Linked DNA regions of Zea mays: regions 1 and 3 are each linked to region 2. The links are chromatin contacts, called in public Hi-C maps. All regions are on one chromosome and are shown on one strand. The core of a region is the stretch at or near the end of the contact, and the rest is flanking DNA. Distances in the headings are between cores, read along the strand shown. Region 1 has its middle 21 kb from the start of LOC100857077. Region 2 has its middle 200 kb from the start of LOC100282973. Region 3 holds the start of LOC100282973.

What was found. Hi-C and Micro-C count contacts between places; a contact is called where the count stands out from the background.
Region 1: a Hi-C map of ear shows a contact between it and region 2, with 4 times the contacts expected there. The contact joins two enhancer-like sites. A contact is called at or near these places in 3 of 25 Hi-C or Micro-C datasets (ear, leaf and tassel).
Region 3: a Hi-C map of ear shows a contact between it and region 2, with 1.8 times the contacts expected there. The contact joins the promoter of LOC100282973 here to the enhancer-like site in region 2. A contact is called at or near these places in 4 of 25 Hi-C or Micro-C datasets (ear, leaf and tassel).

What each region holds. Positions count from the first base shown.
Region 1 is chr5:131,695,358-131,698,270 of Zm-B73-REFERENCE-NAM-5.0, reverse strand. No RefSeq gene overlaps it. Among protein-coding and RNA genes, the nearest start is that of LOC100857077, 21 kb to the right of the region's middle. Within about 2 kb of position 1,655, at least 15 of the 20 cell types and tissues checked have an H3K27ac peak or open chromatin away from gene starts, as enhancers often do. A contact at or near this core is called in ear, leaf and tassel, where this site is marked.
Region 2 is chr5:131,878,212-131,880,911 of Zm-B73-REFERENCE-NAM-5.0, reverse strand. No RefSeq gene overlaps it. Among protein-coding and RNA genes, the nearest start is that of LOC100282973, 200 kb to the left of the region's middle. Within about 2 kb of position 1,256, at least 8 of the 20 cell types and tissues checked have an H3K27ac peak or open chromatin away from gene starts, as enhancers often do. A contact at or near this core is called in ear, leaf and tassel, where this site is marked.
Region 3 is chr5:132,079,755-132,082,567 of Zm-B73-REFERENCE-NAM-5.0, reverse strand. LOC100282973 reads right to left here and starts at 1,561. Exons shown (of 11, transcript NM_001155877.1): 1 at 1,283-1,561; 2 at 920-973; 3 at 746-759. The coding sequence starts at 1,441.

The DNA.
Region 1 (2,913 bases), core at 406-2,905, 180 kb after region 2:
AATGTGTATATTTGTGATTGTGAATGTGTATATCTGCATGAAATCTGTTTTTGTTTTGTAAATGTCAGATTTTTTAAAAAACAGAATTTTGTGTAATTTCTGAAATTTATTATGTCCAACGGCCTAGCGTTAGCCGTCGGACATAAAGGCTGGTTATGTCCGACGGCTTTATATAAACCGTCGTAGCGCCAGGCCATCGGACATAAGTCTGTGGGCCCCACCGTCCGATCGGTAAAACGGTTGCCATTTACTATTTTCGACGGGTGGTGGCGGCCGTCGGAGATAGCTTATGTCCGACGGCAGCCGTCGGACATAATCCTATTTCCGACGCCTTATCTCCAACGGCTTAAAGCCGTCGGAGATAGATTAATGTTGTCGGATATAAGCTATCTCCGACGGTTTAAAGCTTATGTCCGACGGCTTTGGTCGTCGAAAGCTGTTTCGTTCACTGTAGTGATGTTAACCTTTTGTTTAGAAAATTTATAATTAATATACCTAGAAGATATGTAAGCATTTTAATTTACAAAAACTAAGGTATAGGTCGTAGTATGTTTTTATGCAAAAGAAAATAACAAATGTTATCTTTAATTCTTTGCATGATCTACATATCACGAGAGAACTACTTTCGTAAACCCATCTATAACCTAACGAGTAACAATTATATTAGTTAGTTATATTTATTTTAGTATTTTTGAAATATCAAATGGTATGTCGCATTGAATACTAAACTACTTTATATTTTATAAGTAAATATATATAAAACTAACCACTCTATTTTTAGTTACAAAAATATGTGATCTTGCTTTTTCTTCCAAATTTCTTATTTAAAAGTCTACAAAGCGTTTAAAATAGCCATAACTTAGATCAAATGAAAAATAACATAAAGATTACGGTAACCCCTAATTTGAAATGTGCGTCACATAATTTTGAAGCTGTCAAAATAATTTCTACCTTGTTTAGATCACAAATTCATTTTTTATAAAAGGAAAAAACTGCAAGAGAGACTAGCTTCTCTATTAAACGTAGATCAAAAGAATTAGCACATAAATATATCTAGTCTCTTTCAACTTCAGACGGCAAATACATAGAGAATTGAGCAGTGGCTATCGGCTAACACAGACGTCGCAGGGAATGGAGGAGCACTGGAGTGGATCCTCGACGGGGCAGCAAAACTCAAGGGAAGTTGATGGCAGCGTGGCTGGACAGTTTATCGGGCGGTCAGCAGAGGAGAAGATCGTCTGGGCGTCAGCGGCGCGACGTCGCGAAGGCAGCGATCTGGGAGTGTGGGGAGAGGATGAAGTGGTCGGGATTTTATAGAGTGAGGGAGGAAGCAGAGGGACGCTGAGAGAGAGAGAGTTGCGACGGACGGCCATTGAACTCCATTGATGGCTGTCGGCAGCCGTTACATGAGAGAAAGAGTGGGGGAGAGGAGAAGGCGCGAGTGAGAGGGAGAGGGTCGCGGCGGTTCTGTAGGGGTTTGGTCGGTACAGCACATCCACAGTGGTTAGGCGAGGCGGCGGGGTAGAGCAATCGACGAGTGCAGCAGCGTCCTGTGAGCGGCGACTGCCCGAACGAATGAACGACACACGGTACCAAATAGAGAAAACGAGCAGTGGGTTGAAGATGAGGGCACTGACATGATGACCCCACTTGTCATGCAATCACGGAGAGAGAGGGACCGTGGGATGGGCTGGGAAGGGGATCGGCCTGGCCTCCTCGTTCAAGCGTGTGGCCTATGGATATGGATGGTACGTGAGTGTGTTTTCTTTTTTTTCTTCTTTTCTCTTTTTGATACTTTATAATATTTCTAAAAAAATTCTAATAAATCCAATAACACTAAATATTTATATTATATGTGTAAGTTAATTGTATTTTGAAATAATGAAATACTACTAAAACAATTCTCAATAATTAATTCAATCAAAATTTATCTTCCAAAAATGAATAAAAGAAATCAAGCACTTGATTTAAAATTTAAAATTTTATCCTCTAATAAGTTTAGCAACTAGTAATGAATTGTTTTATTTGATAGATTTGAGGTGTTACAATAGACTTAGTGCTTAGCAACCCTACCTGAAAGATGGGCAAGAGGGGCGACAGTGGTTTGGTGACAGCTCATGTTAACATGGGGTGGTAGTCTTGGCTAAGTTACCTCACCCAGAGGGCCATCAATACGGACGTGGAAACCTTAACGGTAGCTTTGTACTAAGGATATTTTGTGAAAGCCTCATAATGGATCCCTAGCCATTCACCTCGGTAGTGTTTACGGGTCCGATCAACCCAGACTAGATGGGATACATGGCTTGTGGGTAAAGTTGTACCACCTCTGCAGAGTGTAAAACTGATATGTCAGTCATGCTCACAGTTAAGAGCAACCTGGACCCTCACATGACAATTGAACTTAAAGACGAACAATAAATTGAGATCTGATGATCTACCAACGGTTTGCTTAAGTGGTTTCACTTAAGTGCTTTTGATATACTATTATACCTTTGATCAATTGGGATACTTGGGATACACAATTATTAGTAAGACAAGTGTTGCTAATAAAATATTGACCAACTAAAATGATTACCGCTTATCCATAGCCTACCTTGTTAACTTGCATTAATTTTCCCCACTTGCTGAGCTCCGACCATAAGTGAGCTCACCCTTGCTAATATTTTGATCAGAGGGTGATACTGAAGACTTCACTGATGATGATGATGAGTTTTAAGTCTAACGATGCGTCAGTCACCTTCCTGTGGAAGAGTGCCCATATTTAACTCTGCCCTACTTTGATTTTGATACTTGTTAAAGATACAATAATTCACATGATGTAATAAAGTACTCTACTCTCTTTACGCCTTTATTGCATTGTCTTTTGATATATTACACTTGTGACGTCAACATATATGTGAGAAATGGATCATG
Region 2 (2,700 bases), core at 7-2,506:
GAGAAAATAAATAAAAAAGAGGGAAAAAGAAAGTCCTTTTCACCCCATCGCCTTGCCCACCAGCCCATCTAACGAGCGTAGGGGGAGGAGTGTCATGCTCCGTGGGCCACGCCCATCAGTTAGCCACAAAATCTCTCTCTTCTCCCCTCGGTAACTAGTTCTCTCATTCGATCTCGCGAGTAGCTTGGATAAACCTTAGCCCGACCATCCATTCCCACTAGAGATGGCAACGGGTACAAACCCACCGGGTTTTGCTATCCCAAATCCGTACCCATGAAAAATATTTACACCCATTAAAAAACCCGTACCCATGACGGGTTTGAAATTTTGCCCAAACCCGTACCCATCGGGTTCGCGGGTACCCACGGGTTACCCGCGGGTTTTTATCTCCAATATGCTTATTCTTTTTATAATCAATAAGTATCGTAATGATTAATGAGATTATGGTCCAAAATTTATGTAATGAACAACGAATTCATAATTTGGTATAAAAAATATTAGTAGAGATAATTAAATACAAATAATAATTGTATAATTAAGTTACCTTGCACTAAGTTATACATCCACCACATATATAACGCTATTAATAACTATAATAACAAGCAAACAACACTATCACCAACTACTTATACATTCACTATTTGATAAAAATTAGGAAGTAAATAGGTAGATAACAAGTTTGTTGTTCGTTTATAAAATAAAATAACAATATGCACTAGTTTTGGTCGGGTTTAAAAAACCTGCGGGTTCACGGGTTTGGGTACTATAGGAACAAACCCGTACCCATGAACTCGTCGGGTATACATTTATGCCCATTAACAAACCCATGAGTATGAAAATTGACCCAAACCCGTACCTTAATGGGGTAAAAACCCATCGGGTTTCGGGTTTCGGATACCCATTGCCATCTCTAATTCCCACACCCGTCCAATCCTTGCCCATAGCCGCATGTCTAGAGATGTCAATGGGGCCCCGAAATCCGATTACCCGTGGGGAATTACTCTATTAGGGTTAGGGTATGGATTAAAACAAATCCCCATGGGTATAGATATGGAATAAATTCCTTAACCATCGGGTATGGCGGGTTCGGGTTTAGGAGGGCTAAACCTAAACCCGATTACCCATGGGGAGAAATACCCGGTACAATCATGAGTCCATCAAGCATTCCAGCGACCATTTATCTGTGGCCTTGTGGGCTGCCGACAACCTATGGGCTCTAGAATCCCAAATTCCCAACCAATGAGGCCCGCAGGAAAGAAGCAAGGCAACAAAGTAAAAAAAAACCTAAACTAATTAACCAGTCGCTTGCCCTCAATCCCTCATGCTTGACCGCGTGCGTGACGGGCTGACGGCCGCTCGCTAGATGACCGGATAGCCGGACCGCCGCTCGCCGTCTCCTTCTCCAGATTTGCTTGGACGCCTAGACGGTCAGACCGCCGCTCGCTGGACGCCCCTGCAGAGCCCGTCAACCGCCGCTCGCCCAGACACCCGGACGGTCTGACCGCTCACTGGATGCGTGGATGGCGTCTTCATCGACGCCGACGCCGATGAACACCGCTGACGAGCAAGGAAAGTGAGTATGTTGATGATACTATAAAATATGCATGTTGGAATGAATGTCGAATTGTGTCCATAATCTATATGCTGAAATTCTGAAATGTTGAATAGTCGGGTCGGGTATGGGTCCCCATGGGTATTTAGTACCCGGTCGGGGATGGGTATGGGAAGATTTTCGTACCTGAGGTCGGGTTTGGGTTCGGGGATGGGGGCGGGTCGACGTTCATGGGTACGGGTCTGGGGAGTTAATCCCCGGTGGGTAATTCTCCATTGACATCTTTACGCACGTCGGACTCGACGTCGCGTCGTTCGTCATCGTGAAGAAGGGACCGACATCGCTGAGAGGAGGAGGCTATGTCGCGCTCATCACTGTATAGCAGAGTCTGCGGTCGCTGTACAACCATCTCGCCTCGCCCTTCATCGTGCTCATTGTCATTCTCGTCCAAGCCACCGGTGTATGGACCTGCTGCAGGGTGAGGGATCCATCTCCCTTGCTGTTCTTCTCCCTTTGTTTCATTGTGAAAGCTCTGCGACATTTTGGCGAAGGAATCAGCATGCTCCACCATAGCCGCACCTCACCTCCGCGCGCCCAGCTCCTGTGCGCTCGGCACCCACCATGGCCGCACCCACTGTCGGGTGCCTCCTCAGCCTCGACACCGAGCGACCACGACGACCAGGCCCTTGGGCTCTGCTGCAGCCCGCACGCAGCCTGCCTCGCCGCTCTATCCACACGACGTCGCCGTCCCTGTTCTTGCTGTTGTGTGCGCACAGGCATGACAACTAGCTAGACCGTGCGTCCCTGTGAGTCCCACTCTGAGCGGCTAAGGTCCTCAGGCCTATGCCCCTCCTTCCTCCCCAACTTGTTGGGGCCTTCGTCTTTCAAAGGTCCTCAAAAACACATTTAACCATTGTTGTTAGCACATCCTAGGAGCTTTGGTACTAAATACATTCAGAGCAAGACAGGGAGGAAGACAAAGATGTTAGCTTCGTCATAACAACACAAGGAAACAAAGGCAGAAGTGGAATAAGGCCGAGAGAAGGTGTTTTCAAGACTCTGTAACCAAAGCAGAAAAGGCAGAAGATGATACTGCCCCCACATAATTTGTAAACTGCATGTACAAGTTTTATGGAAATGTTTGTAAC
Region 3 (2,813 bases), core at 312-2,811, 200 kb before region 2:
ATATAATTTTAAGGAATATTAATTTGGGACAATCAGAAATATGCCACTCAAATTTTCAAAATTAGATAGCTAGTTCATTCGGATGCCATGGGTAGTATCCAAATGAACTAGCTATCTAAGTTTGCAAAATTTGAGTGGCATATTTGAAGAAACCCCTATAAATTTAGTTAAATGAAAAGGCATCTGGTTTAGCTGTATCACTAGCTCACGGCTGAGAAATGAGCAGTGTGTGCACTACCAAAAGCGAAAGGGCCTCTAGCGTAATGGTTAAAACTTCCGACTAACACCCCTGGGTTCGATCCCCCTCGGGGCGAATTTGTGGCTTGGTTAAAAAAAATCCCCTCGCTATGTCCTACCGCTCCTGGGTTACGTCTGCGCGCCACCCTTCGGCTGGGCCGTTGCAGAGTGGGCAGTGATGGCCCGCTAGTGATGAGGGGCAGGGTTCGGGGATTTTCTCGACGGGGACCATATTTCGGTCTCTTCTTAATAGAATACCGGGAGGGTGGTCTTTCCCTCCCCGGTCGAGTGTGTACTGTCAAATCCCTGAAACAAACTGGTTCAGTGTATGCCACTAGACACAGAACTATCTGATGAGCTAGAACAAACACAGCAACAATTAAATGGGTTTTTATAACTGTGGAGGAGTAGGGTAGGAAACATAACAAAAGATATATGCACGAATGTGAGGGAGAAACATGGAAGACTTATCTAACATCCATCCACTCATGGAGTATGAAACACTTACTTCTTATTCCAACCCTACAAGAGAAGTGACAAAGAATTAGAGAACAGCAGAAATTGCCAGGTATATGCTGATTTATGTGAGAGTAAGATATATCTAAATGGTTAAGGTGTGAAGAAAGAATGAGGAAACAATGCGTTTAAGAATACTTGCACAATGGAGTGACCTAAGACTTACGAGATAATGGACAAAGTAGCGCCATTCATCTTCATGGTTTTCGATCCTTTGAACCTTGAGAAATGGGACAGAATATATAAAGTTCCGTTATCATTAAACTGAAGAAGCAAAGAAAGAAGAGAAGGAACATGCATAGATCAGATGGGATGTGAATGATAAAGCCTAAACCCTAACAGCTAGCATAGTGCACGCAGGGGGGCTGGGGTAGTGAATCTAATCGACCAACGGGTCCGGGGCCGATGGTATCCTAATTCCTAACCCTAACAAGGATTAAGGAACACAGCACAACACAAGCGTAACAAATGAGTGTATCTACCATTCAGTAAGAGGTCGTCCAGGAAGGGAAGGAAAGAAATAGCGAACCTTGGCCTCGTAGAGGAGGGGGCCGTGGTAGGCGAGGACCCTTTCGTTCTCCTTGAAGGATGGCCCCGACGAGTCCTTGCCTTTGATCTTGTCCTCCTTCTTCTTCTCCTCCTTGTCGCTGGCCCCGCCGCTCGTGTTGGTATTCGAGGAGCTGCCCATGGATTCGATGCGATTCAATTCGCGTCTCACCGGAGATGGAGGAGCGGGCTGGGAGAGGGCAGAGGCTGCGACAGCGCACAATCGGACAGCGGAGGGAGACGAGGACAAACAGACGGTAATAATTCCGGGCCAACGGGCCGTCTTTTTCGTGTACGGTGGAGAGACTCAGGTTTTGTTTGGTCAACTAAATGTAACTTGTTTAAATATCATATGAGTGTTCCAACGAGAATATATAATAATACGATAACTTATGTACAAATGTGTGTTATATTGTCAACTTTTGTATCATCATACATATTGTTGGGGCGAAGGCGAAGACGCCACCCTTCGCTCGATGTCTTCGTCAATCTCGCTGCACCAACGGAGACAAGACGACTGGCAGACTTACCCTTCGTCTCACGCGTCGCCGGACGAAGGCCTGTGACGAGGTCGTCCCATCTCGCGGCCTCGTCCAACATGGAGGCCCACGTGTGATCCGACCCATGTAACAGGCCCTGCGTGGCCGCTGCGCATTACGGGTCTAATTTGTAAAGGTCTCCCTGTAATTACAGTTTGTAACCCTGCTTTATGGAAATATTCCGGGGATAACCTAGGCGCCTGAGGGCACATGCGTCCTTAACTCAGGACGTTGGGCACTCAGATACCTATAAATACCCCCGCACAGTGCCCTTGAAATGCTAGATTAACAGAGCTTTTGTCATCTCGAATTGAAACCTTGTTTACGTTGCTCTCACTCCCCCGTTGGATCAACTTGCTCGGGAGAGCAAGTTCCAACATTTGGCGCCCACCGTTTGTGCTACGGAAAAACCACCCGCGATGGCACCCAACAGAGCTAGCTCGAAGGCTGACGAGGCTGCGAAGGCAGCACTGCTGGCCGAGAAAAATGGCAAGGCCCTCGTCGACACCACCCACCAAGAGGCCACCGAAGACGACGCTCTCAGCAAGCGGCAGCGCAACGAACAACCTACTCCCGAAGGCAGTCTTCGCACCTGCAGCTCTGGAGGACAACCGCAACTTCCCCCAGGCTTCGCTCCACCAGAGGGCGCGGACGTCATCGAGGACGGCGAAGTCATCGGCGTTTCAGCGGAAGAGCAGCTACAGCTGCGTGCCTTCGCATCAAGAACCGTAACCTCCAGAAGCGAAAAGAAATCCTTGAGGCCAAGCGCCAACGCGTGTCTGCACAAGCTAAGGTGCGACAGATGATACGCGACGAAGAGCAGAAAGCCCAGGAGCTCGAACAAGAGATCGCGCTCATGCAGCGCGAAGGCCACCTCGGCCTGCAACACGCCCCCCCCCCCTACAGCAGCGCGCACAAATCGAAGACATGTACTTCCCTCAGCACGGCCACGCCGTTGTTAGAAATATGCCCTAG